Regions from separate parts of the Sus scrofa genome. Here regions 2 and 3 are each linked to region 1. Evidence: chromatin contacts called from public Hi-C and HiChIP or PLAC-seq data. All regions are on one chromosome and are shown on one strand. Each heading gives the region's core, a stretch centred on a gene start, on an enhancer-like site or on the middle of the called end of the contact. The rest is flanking DNA. Distances are from core to core; before and after follow the strand shown.

Region 1 (3,352 bases), core at 566-3,065:
GTGGGTTCCATTCCTGGGCTTGCTCAGTGGGTTAAGGATCTAGCGTTGCCTTGAGCTGTGGTGTGGGTTGTAGACATGGATTAAATCCGGCATTGCTATAGCCAGCAGCTGTAGCTGCAGTTCAACCTTAGCCTGGGACTTCCATATGCTACAAGTGCACACCCCCTCAAAAAAAGATGAGTGTGAGTGCCTGGTGCAGTGCACACACATGATGACTCATAGTATAATTACTTTCTTTGGCCTTATGTCATCTCTAAAGTCACCAAGAGGTATACTTTCCAAGGTGGGGGCAGTGGGTGACCTGGACATATCATGCTGGAGTTCACTGCTCTCTTCAGGACACGTGTACCCTGCCTACCACACCAGGACCCCCCTTCCTTTCTTTGGGCTGTTTTCCTTCCCCAGAGCCACTATGTTTGGCCAATGGTTCAGGTCCGTGGACTTGCTTTATAGACTGGACATAGCTGCTCCTCATAATACTCAGAACCTGATTCAACTAAGGAACTATCTCCCTCTTCATTCTGTAATATCTTCCTTCTTTTTTTAGAAATTTGTATTATCATCTTATTTCCAGAGGTCAAGACTCCCCTTTCCTTTGGTGCTCTATTCTTGGCTTTAAACAATGACTTCTTTATTTTTGGAAACCCGTGGAAGCTTTGTAAGCACTCATCTGCCTTTTCCATGCCTAGCGCAATCGTCATCCCTCATTTCAACCATGTGCTGGGCTCCTGTGCTGTGCAGAATGGGCAGTGGACTAGGTGTCAGGAGACTAAAGTTCTAATCTTAACTTAGCTCCCTTCTTCATATCTGACCTTGTATCACACCCTTCCTTACCTTTTTGTATTCTAGAAATAACAGAATCACTGTGCATTACTTTAGGAGGAAATTTTAAGCAGTGGCTTCCATGTGGTTGGGCTGCATTAGAAAAATATGATATAATTTTTTAAAAAATGCAAATACCCAAGCTTAGTCTCAGACATTGTGAATCATGGGAAGGGATAGTCACTATGATGCTTCCCAAGGCATCACCAACAGCCAAAAAACCAGATGGCAGCTCCAAAAAGCCACAGTTAATTCAAGAAATAAGGGATGATTTTATTGCTTCCCTCTCATACAGAAGGGATAGCATGATATCAACACAAACTCTTTTCATCTAAGTCTAAGATGATTATCCAGAAGAATTTGAATTTTGATCTGTTGGCCAGGCACAGCTCTTACAGGCAACTTTGGACTCTACTTAGCTGAACACCTCAAGGAGCTGCCTCCTTGCTGAGCTTCCACTGGTGTTGGCAGCAAAGTTTCTGGGAACAGCAAGCCTCCCCAGTGGCAGGGCCAGTCTCTGAAATGCCGTGGGAGGTTTCCTTGTGCACTTTGGGCACAAGAGAGGCCAGGATCTGTGTGGCGCCTACTCTGAAATGCCACTGCTGATTCTGTGAAAGATCCAAGAGTGGATCAGATTCCCAAGGCCCCAGCTGGCGGGTCTGTAGGAAAATCAGATTCCTCTGAGTCCTTAGAGGTCACAAGAGGGTGTATGATTGCTCCTGGTCAGAGGCAGGGTGGCTCAGGACAGAGATAGGAAGGGTGTGGAGAGGGGAAAAAAGAGAATGGAAGGTCACTGGAAGAAGCTGACTCCAGTTAAAATATTTTCCCCAGTCTGGCAATTCTAGAGGTATGCATGTCTTCAGTACTACGCAGAGAGGTGGTCTTTCATGTCAGCAACCACATTCATACATCAAGGGAAAACACACATGTGCACACACTCACACACACACACACACCCCTTGTGTATATGTCTCAGTTCTGAGTTCATGAATCTCACCAAAAGTAGCAACACAACTGAAAACTGTGTGGAGGCATAGACCACACACACTCATATACTCACAACATAATTCACACATCCCTTGGCAGAACCTCAAATTCTAACCCTTTATTAGGCTCGTAGCCTGCAAGGCCAAGAGCTCATTCCTGTTTCTATTTCCCCAATGGCAGACCTGGCAACCTGTAGCAAGTGTTTATAGGATAAATTAATAGAGGTAAGAGAAACTATTTGGGTATATTCTCTTTTAATATTGAAATGTTGCTGTGATAAAACCTCTAAAATCATATACATGATGAATTGTAGCAAGATAAAGATGTTCATTGTATTTTTAAGTGGAGAACACCAGGTATCCGTGAGACTTGAAAGCTCTTAGTGAAGGCAAGTGAACTTAATAAAACCCATAAAATGATGAATTCCAAGACACACACATATAAGATAAAAAAAAAATTGTGAATCCATCTGGGTTAAATAGCATAATAGTGATCACACTGTGTTATTTTTAGTTGCATAAAACTCTAAACAGGGAGCTACTTGAAGGTAGCAGATTTGCATCACTTTCACCTGTAGCTCTGGTGCCTAGAAGTGTGTGTCAGATGCTCGGTAGAGGATTGTCATGTCATGATTAAAGTGCAAGGAAATGTTGACAAAAATCTATTTGAAGTGCATGTTTATTACAACGTCACATACGTACCTCTTTCAATTGACCTTGGAAAGAAAATGCTTTGCAGTTGAAAGGGAATAGAATGTGTACGGAGGTTTTCCAGTGTTTATTTTTACATTGAACATCAACCAGACCCCAAGGCTAATGCTATTGACCCGTAACACGCATAGAGATATGGCAAAGCAACTGGTCACTTGGTGAGTGAGCTGAAAGGCCATAAGGATTCTGTCCTCAATGGGACACTGCCATCTGGTGTATGCCCCAGGTTAGACAGCCAGGGAAGGGATGTGCCCCAGGGTCAGGAAAGAGAGGGGGGCAGAGCTAGCCCTTGAGGTCACACATTGCAAAGATGCTTTGTAGACAGGAATGATCACCTATTGGCCTGGACTCTTAGAGATGAAAGATTAAATTATCCAGAGATGGGATGGAGGGGATGCTAAATAGTAAGGAAAAAAATTCCTCAGTGTTGGCAAAGGGTGGAGCATTTCCCACTTGATTATTTCATTTAATCCTCAGAGTCAAGAGCAAGGAAAATATTTAAATGCTCATACTCCAAAAGTGAGGAAACAGAGGATCATAAAATTTAAGTAACTTGTCTGATCATGCAGGTAGAACTAATAATCAAACCACTGCTCCTCTCCCTGTACTTTGCTCCCCCTATGACTTTTCCATTTCAGTAAATAGCCTGTTAAGAAGAGGGATGTTCTTTTCTTCTTCTGGCCTTTTTTTTTTTTTTTTTTTTTTTTTTTTTTAAGAGCTGTACCCGTGACATATGGAGGTTCCCAGGCTATGGGTCCATTTGAAGCTGTAGCTGCTGGCCTACACCACAGCCACAGCAATGCAGGATCTAAGCCATGGCTGTGACCTACACC
Region 2 (3,352 bases), core at 264-2,763, 250 kb before region 1:
AGCTAATAATGGCTAATATTTACTTATTGGAAAAAAAACTATGTGCCAGTGGCATTGCAGGCCTTCCCATGTATTAATTTATTTATTTTGCCTAATGGCTTTAATGGTGAGTCCTGTTGTTTCCCCATTTTACAGATGAAGAAATTGAGTCAATAAAGAGGTTGAGTAACTTGCTTAAATCCTCATCGATGGTAAGTGAGATACACAGGGCTTGAGCCCTCCTATTCTTATTCCAGACTGTATCATTAACAATGCCACCAGGACCATCCTACCTCTGGACCACACGGTCTCTTCCAGGACCATCCTTCCTACCTCTGGACGATCTTCTGGAAGTCACCAGGGTCTCAGCGGACAGGGTCTCTGGCCTCCTACTTCTGCTTTGCCCTTCTTGCAACCTAGCTCCTCTTAATAGTTCTGATTCTCTCTAGGTCTGTCTGCTTCCCTCACCAAAAACTCATTGATCCTTCCATCCATGAATATTTCTGAACTATGCCCATTTGCTTACACTCTCCTTTCTCATAACCTCAGCACTTCTTCATGCCTTTGCTTAACATCATGGCTTCTCTCTGTAAATCCTGTCAGTTTCGATTCTTGCCACTAGCTCCCTGAATTTTTCAGGCTTCCAGCTAGAGTCTGTCAGACTCTTCGAAGTAGTTCAGATTTAGGCACCTGCCAGGTCATAATTCTTGGCTGCCTCATAGGTCACCTGTGTTGAGCCTGGTGACCAACGGCAGGATCCTCTGTGGCCAAGGTAGCCAAGCCTTATGGTGGAATCAGTGTTGCCTAAGGATTCTCGGCGTTAAATGCTGGATTATGGCTGTTTGCTTAGAAAAGGTTATGGACATGGCAGGAATCCCAATTAATAGCTACAGCATTATTGTCTACAGTGAGCTGGGCATCGCACAAGACACTTAGACACATTGGATAATGGGATTTTGATGCTTCGAGGTGGACATTATCACCGTTTCCATTCTATAGACAGATACTGAGTCTCTAAACTTGCCCAATGGTCCATGATTAGAAAATAGCAGAGCAACTATTCAGACTCCCTTGACATTTTTACTCCACTAAACCACAAGTTTCCTTTGCACATGTTTATTTTATTTAAAACCCTCTGCTCCCTTTCTACCTGAAATAAATAGAACACTTGAAAGTCACCACTACTGTCAATATTAGAGACATGTCAAATGCTGTCACTTAGTCAGGAAAGCTGCTTTGGAGTAACTGTGTAATATTATACAACATGACAAGTTCTCATCCACAGTGGCAACATTAAAGCCAGGAGCATGTGGCTCGTGCAAAACCCCAAAGCCATTAGCTGAAAGACTGAGGAATTCCCCACCCAACCCAATATGATCTCAGCCCTGGAAAGTAGAGGCCACTCGGAGCGGGTAGGTTATTTTCATTCATGGGAAAATGTGTGCCGACATTTGCTTTCTGTTCTGGAGCTTGCTGGGCATGTTAACTTCTCAGTGTGGATTGGATGAGGGAAGTGAGAAGCAAACAGCAAATTCTTGGCAGCCAGAGACAGGCAGGCAACAGAGAGGAAGGGAGAAAAGCTGTCAGGGGACTCTGGGGGAGTCACTTGACTCTTGTGCTGTTTTTGTCATTTTTATTCAGTCATCAGCATGCTGTTTGCAGGCTTGAGATTTTCTTAACAAACGAAGGGTGAGAGGGAATCCTAAAAATGAAAAGACTGGAAGGGTCATCTAATTTTCTACCTTTGTCCTGATGGTCACTGCCACGGACGACAGGCTTTTAGCAGTTAAGATACTTTTACGAACAAGAATGTCCCAGTTATAGAAAAACCCATTTAAGTGGCACAAAAGATTTTTTTTTAAAAAAATCAAAATTCTGCACGACTTATTGGCCCCAAGTTAGAGAAGATTTAAAATGGGGTTTAGTACATTTGCTTCTCCATGTTTGTTTTCTGTAGTGTTGGCTTAATCTAAAGGCTGATTTTTCCTTCCGTTCCCAATTTGGCAGCCAACAGTGTTGAGGCTGCATGTCTTGGTTCCGGAAGAGAGAGCACCACTGATCTTCTTTAACTTACCGTGAGACTAAGTCCTGATAACCCCATCATAATTTGAAAATATCATAAATTGAAAATACATTTAATACACCTAACTTACCAAACATGATAGTTTAGCTCCTTCTGCTTTAAACGTGGTCAGAACATGTAGATTAATCATCTAATATAAGCCTATTTTATAATAAAGTGTGGACTATCTCATGTGATTTGTTAAATATTGTACTGAAAGTGAAAACAGAGTGGGTGTCTGGGGACGCAATTGTTATAACTGGATCGGTTCTTTATTCTCAGGATCGCATGGTTGACTGGGAGCTGCCACTGCCCAGTGTCACCACAGAGGGCTGTACCACATAGTATTGGAAGGGGAAAAAAAATAAAATTCAAAATTCAAAGTTTCCTAGTTTTCTATTGCATGTGGATCACTTCCACATTCTCATAAAAGTAAAAAAATTAAGTCAAACCATCATAAGTCAGAACAATTTGTATTCCCAGTAGTTCTCCTAAAGGAGCAAAGAAGATGCGCTTCCCGAAGCCCAGCCCAGAAGTTTTCTGGCCACATTTGCTCCACTTGAGTCCTCTCTTTATTTTTTTTTTTAAATTTTGTCATTAATTTTTGCATGTTTTTTTATTTTATAAAGTTTTATTGAAGTATAGTTGATTCACAAGGTTGTGATAATTTCTGCTGTACAACAAAGTGATTCAGTTATACATGTACACACATCCATTCTTTTTCAGACGCTTTTCTCACATAGATGATTGCAGGACATCAGGCAGAGTTCTCTGTGCTCTACAGCAGGTCCCCACTGGACAATCATTCCATATATTCAGGGTGCATGTGCCAATCCCAAACTCCCAGTCCTATGCCTCGTCCTAATCCAATGACTATGGCCAAGTGAAAGGGTTTTTCTGATTCACTTAAGTTAATTAAGAATCATCCTTGGAGCTGAGGACAAGTCATCTCACTCAAACTCCAGGCTAAAAGTAGGGGAAAGTGTAGTTTTCCAGAAATCCTGGGAACCACTAGGGGAGGAAACAAGTTCAGGGTAGCAATGATGGATCCCAGGAGGCCCTTGTCAAATCTCAGCTGAGCTGTTGCAAGCCTGCTCATTGGGCCCCCTGCCTCTAGGATTGCCACATTTGGTCCACTTTTGACTCTGCTCCTGATGACAAGCAAAGGAAACTTAAGCAGCTCACATGGCATACAGAGTTCTCAATGAATTTTTCCCACCTATCTTCTAGTTTCTCTTCTATCTCCTCTCCGCAATGAACAAGATGAAGCTCCCTAAACATTTTTCCAGGCTTCTCCATATAACTCTTCCT
Region 3 (3,352 bases), core at 329-2,828, 130 kb before region 1:
TTAGTTCTTGCTTTCTTTTGTAGTTGAATTGTTTTCCCCAGATATCCTGAAGCCAAGCTTTCTTTCATTTATTAGAGAAATTATAGTTTTGGAGTTCCCGTTGTGGCTCAGCAGGTTAAGAATATGACTAGTATCCATAAGGATGTGGGTTCAATCTCTGGCCTTGCTCAGTGGGTTAAGGATCCGGCATTGCCATAGGCTGCGGTGTAGGTGCAGATATGGTTCAGATCCTGAGTTGCTGTGGCTGTGGCTTAGGCTGACAGCTATAGCTCCAATTTGACCCCTCACCTGGAAACTTCCATATGCTGCAGGTGTGGCTCTAAAAAAGAAAGAAAAAAAGAAAAGAAATTGTAGATTCCACATAATGGCAATATTCATTCCCATTTTCCATCAGCTCTCTATCTTAAAGAGCTTATCTAGAGATTTAAGGGTATCCAAGAGGACACTGAATGGTATGAATGGCCAATGAGAAACCAATAATGGGGAGGTGAGAAGACTGGGCTAGTCCAAAAGCCCATCATTTCTGTCACAGACAAGTCACCAGACCACTGTAATTCAAAATCATTAGTCTGTCTTCTTAAAGCATAGCGGCAAAGCAGCAGAAAAGCAGCAGGCACTGGTGTGTTTTAGGATAGAATCTTTCCACACGCTGGTCATATTCTGTTGACATTACAGGTTTTTTGTTTGTTTTTTAATGACACATGCCAGCAATACCATGCTAGATTCATGCCAACCTATTTTAAGTATGCAGCAAAGCTAAAATTTTTGCTGATTCAGGATTCTCTAGTAGGAAAAGGAATTCTGATAATCCTGTTTGAGAATACCATTCAAAAGATTACCAAGAAAGACAGCATTTGTTACTCTTTTGTAGGCAAGATGGGAAGACTCCTAAAGAAAAATTTTCTAAATCTTGAAGAGATAAAAATATAATATGCCAAAATATCCAACTGAAGCCAAACCGAATTTGTTAAATAAACAGGTTTTGCAAATGCAAACCATTGCCTGTTATGCCACCTTACATGAATTGCCTGCAAACAGCTTTTAAAATGTGCAGAGCATTTAACAGATCACTGAAAGCCTAAATACCAAAGAGTACACTGAGGTGAGATCAATTTAGCTATCCATGGTGTCTATGCCTGCATTCACAGTTGTTGCCTGCTGCTATGCCAAGGACTTTTAATGCAGCATTTTCAGAAATGCTCCTTTTGCAAGTAAAAGCAAAACCAAATCACCCCCCCCACACACAAATCTTGATATAAATCTACATTGGAGGAGGCAAACCTTTTTCCTAAAAATATGCATTTACGCCTGGGGGTTAACCTTAGACTCTTTCAAAAATACATCTGAAATAAGGAAGATGTAGTTTATAGGACTAGAGGAATTTGGAATAGCGCCTTGTGAAAAATTCTCACTCCTCCCCAACCCGGTCAAATTATTATTTTTATTTAAAATGCACAACTCCTATTAAAAAAACTTATTCCACAGATGGACCTCTTTTAAGAACGAGAGTAAACATGTGTCTAAGTAAGACAGCAGAAACAACGTCCCAGAAGGGTGACCTTGGAACATTTCAGAAACATGATAGTTCTTACATTGGTTCTGGTTCAGATGTCATTGAGAAACAGAAGGAGGGGGAAGGTCTTTGGCAAGATCTCACCTATTTTGCTATCAAATATCTCTGTTCCTTCCAACTAGATGTAGTTTCACCACATCAGTCATATTTCAATGTTGGGTAGACAGATGAACTTATCCCATTCAATCACTAATATTGATTCCCACTAGCAGAAATGAAACTTTGAGTTCCTTGGCACCCAGTGTGCTATCCATATGCAAAATTAAGGACAGAATTAACAGGTGCTCTAAGAAACGCTTTTAGAGTGAATTCAATAATGGACCATGTTCCATTATGTTTCTGCTCTAAATGCTATGGAATAACCTCTATTCTTTCCAAGTTAATGGCTAACAATCACAGTAGTTGAAACAGAGATATCACCTATATATTAGGTGATTATATTTCTACTACGTTAAGTCAAAACTTGTGCTGATCCGAAGGATGCCAATTTTTTTTTTTTAAAGAACTCTTTTTCTAAATGGCCTATGAATGTAATATTGAATAGATAAGGGTTATCTGACATACGTAGTCATCTCTCTGGTTAAAACTCATTGAGAACTGCATCTAACACAGAATAAGGTGTTTTAGATTTGCATATTAATTTGGACAATTAGGATCAAAATATGTAAAGATGTATATCTTTAATATGTACACATTTAGAATGCAAGATGCTTTTGAAAAATATTTGGAAAAACAGGTGGTTTTATATCGAGCTATTTTAATATGTGCTTTTATATCAGAAAAGTATCCAGTGGCTGCTAATGTTCTCTGAGCACCTTGGACTACATAGGAATGATCCTTGTCTTAGCGAAAGTGGTAAAATTATCCTTGAAACAGAAAGAATAAGAGGAGGGTCGTGGGAGGCAGGCTTGTTGACCTCTGAGATATTTCCACTGTTGCATGATGAGGTTTACTATAGAAAAAGCTATGGCAGTTTCTCAATAATCAAAAATATCTCCTCCCATTATGGTCTGGCCCGTGTGCATTGGTATCATGCACATGATCTTAAACCAATTTATACACGTTAACATTCAGATACTTATTGGTAGAAAACCAGACAACCAAGAAGTTCGAAGAGGGTCAGGTCTGTCTAATCCTCCACGAGCAGGCTACCTGCTGAAGATACTTCACATTAGTATCTTTCATCTAACTATTGAGTTTTTTGTTTGTTTGTTTTAATCATTTATTTGGAAGCAAGCTTTGAAAATCCACACGATTCGTTCTATAAATCTGATAAGTCCTAGGCCGCTGTCCTGCTAGGTATTCTGACCATCACTTTGAATGAAACATTCACTCAAGGTAAATGTAACACCAGGTCAGAGGTAGGGACGGGTGGCCTTTGCGGTCTGTATCTGGAAACTAGAAATCTTCCGAACCAAGGGGTTGGCACAGGAACTTAAGAAATGATTTCTTAAAGTGCAGCCTAGACGTATTCACCCTGTCTAAGCAAGTATTAGACGTTCTCTAAAATGTTTTTGCCAATCTAAAATATTTTGAATATTTTACCAATGGGAACTCAAGTCTAATGTTAACCATGATATTTAATAGGATATTGATTTTGACAACATTTTTTTCTGACAATCATCTAGCTACTTAGTAAAACATTGTTATTGCGATTGGGATAATGGAAGCACAGGTAGAAGCCAATTCAAGAGTAAGAGATTTTTTAAATTAAAAATACTAGCTAGATGCCCTCAGAGTGGAAATTCCTGTTTAGAGCCATCATCTGCATGTGGTTAT

The links. Hi-C and Micro-C count contacts between places; a contact is called where the count stands out from the background. HiChIP or PLAC-seq counts read pairs in DNA pulled down with a chosen protein or histone mark.
Region 2: a contact with region 1 is called in a Hi-C map of skeletal muscle, with 3 times the contacts expected there. The contact joins two enhancer-like sites. A contact is called at or near these places in 4 of 47 Hi-C or Micro-C datasets (embryonic fibroblasts, psoas muscle and skeletal muscle) and 1 of 2 datasets of contacts at active chromatin or transcription factors (skeletal muscle).
Region 3: a contact with region 1 is called in an H3K27ac HiChIP or PLAC-seq map of skeletal muscle. The contact joins two enhancer-like sites. A contact is called at or near these places in 1 of 47 Hi-C or Micro-C datasets (skeletal muscle) and 1 of 2 datasets of contacts at active chromatin or transcription factors (skeletal muscle).

Annotation. Positions count from the first base shown.
Region 1 is chr8:17,503,779-17,507,130 of Sscrofa11.1, reverse strand. No RefSeq gene overlaps it. Among named protein-coding and RNA genes, the nearest start is that of PPARGC1A, 440 kb to the left of the region's middle. Within about 2 kb of position 1,815, at least 3 of the 83 cell types and tissues checked have an H3K27ac peak or open chromatin away from gene starts, as enhancers often do. A contact at or near this core is called in skeletal muscle, where this site is marked.
Region 2 is chr8:17,753,157-17,756,508 of Sscrofa11.1, reverse strand. LOC110262067 (a long non-coding RNA gene) reads left to right here. Exons shown (of 3, transcript XR_002346588.1): 2 at 136-1,391. Among named protein-coding and RNA genes, the nearest start is that of PPARGC1A, 190 kb to the left of the region's middle. Within about 2 kb of position 1,513, at least 1 of the 83 cell types and tissues checked has an H3K27ac peak or open chromatin away from gene starts, as enhancers often do. A contact at or near this core is called in skeletal muscle, where this site is marked.
Region 3 is chr8:17,635,612-17,638,963 of Sscrofa11.1, reverse strand. No RefSeq gene overlaps it. Among named protein-coding and RNA genes, the nearest start is that of PPARGC1A, 310 kb to the left of the region's middle. Within about 2 kb of position 1,578, at least 1 of the 83 cell types and tissues checked has an H3K27ac peak or open chromatin away from gene starts, as enhancers often do. A contact at or near this core is called in skeletal muscle, where this site is marked.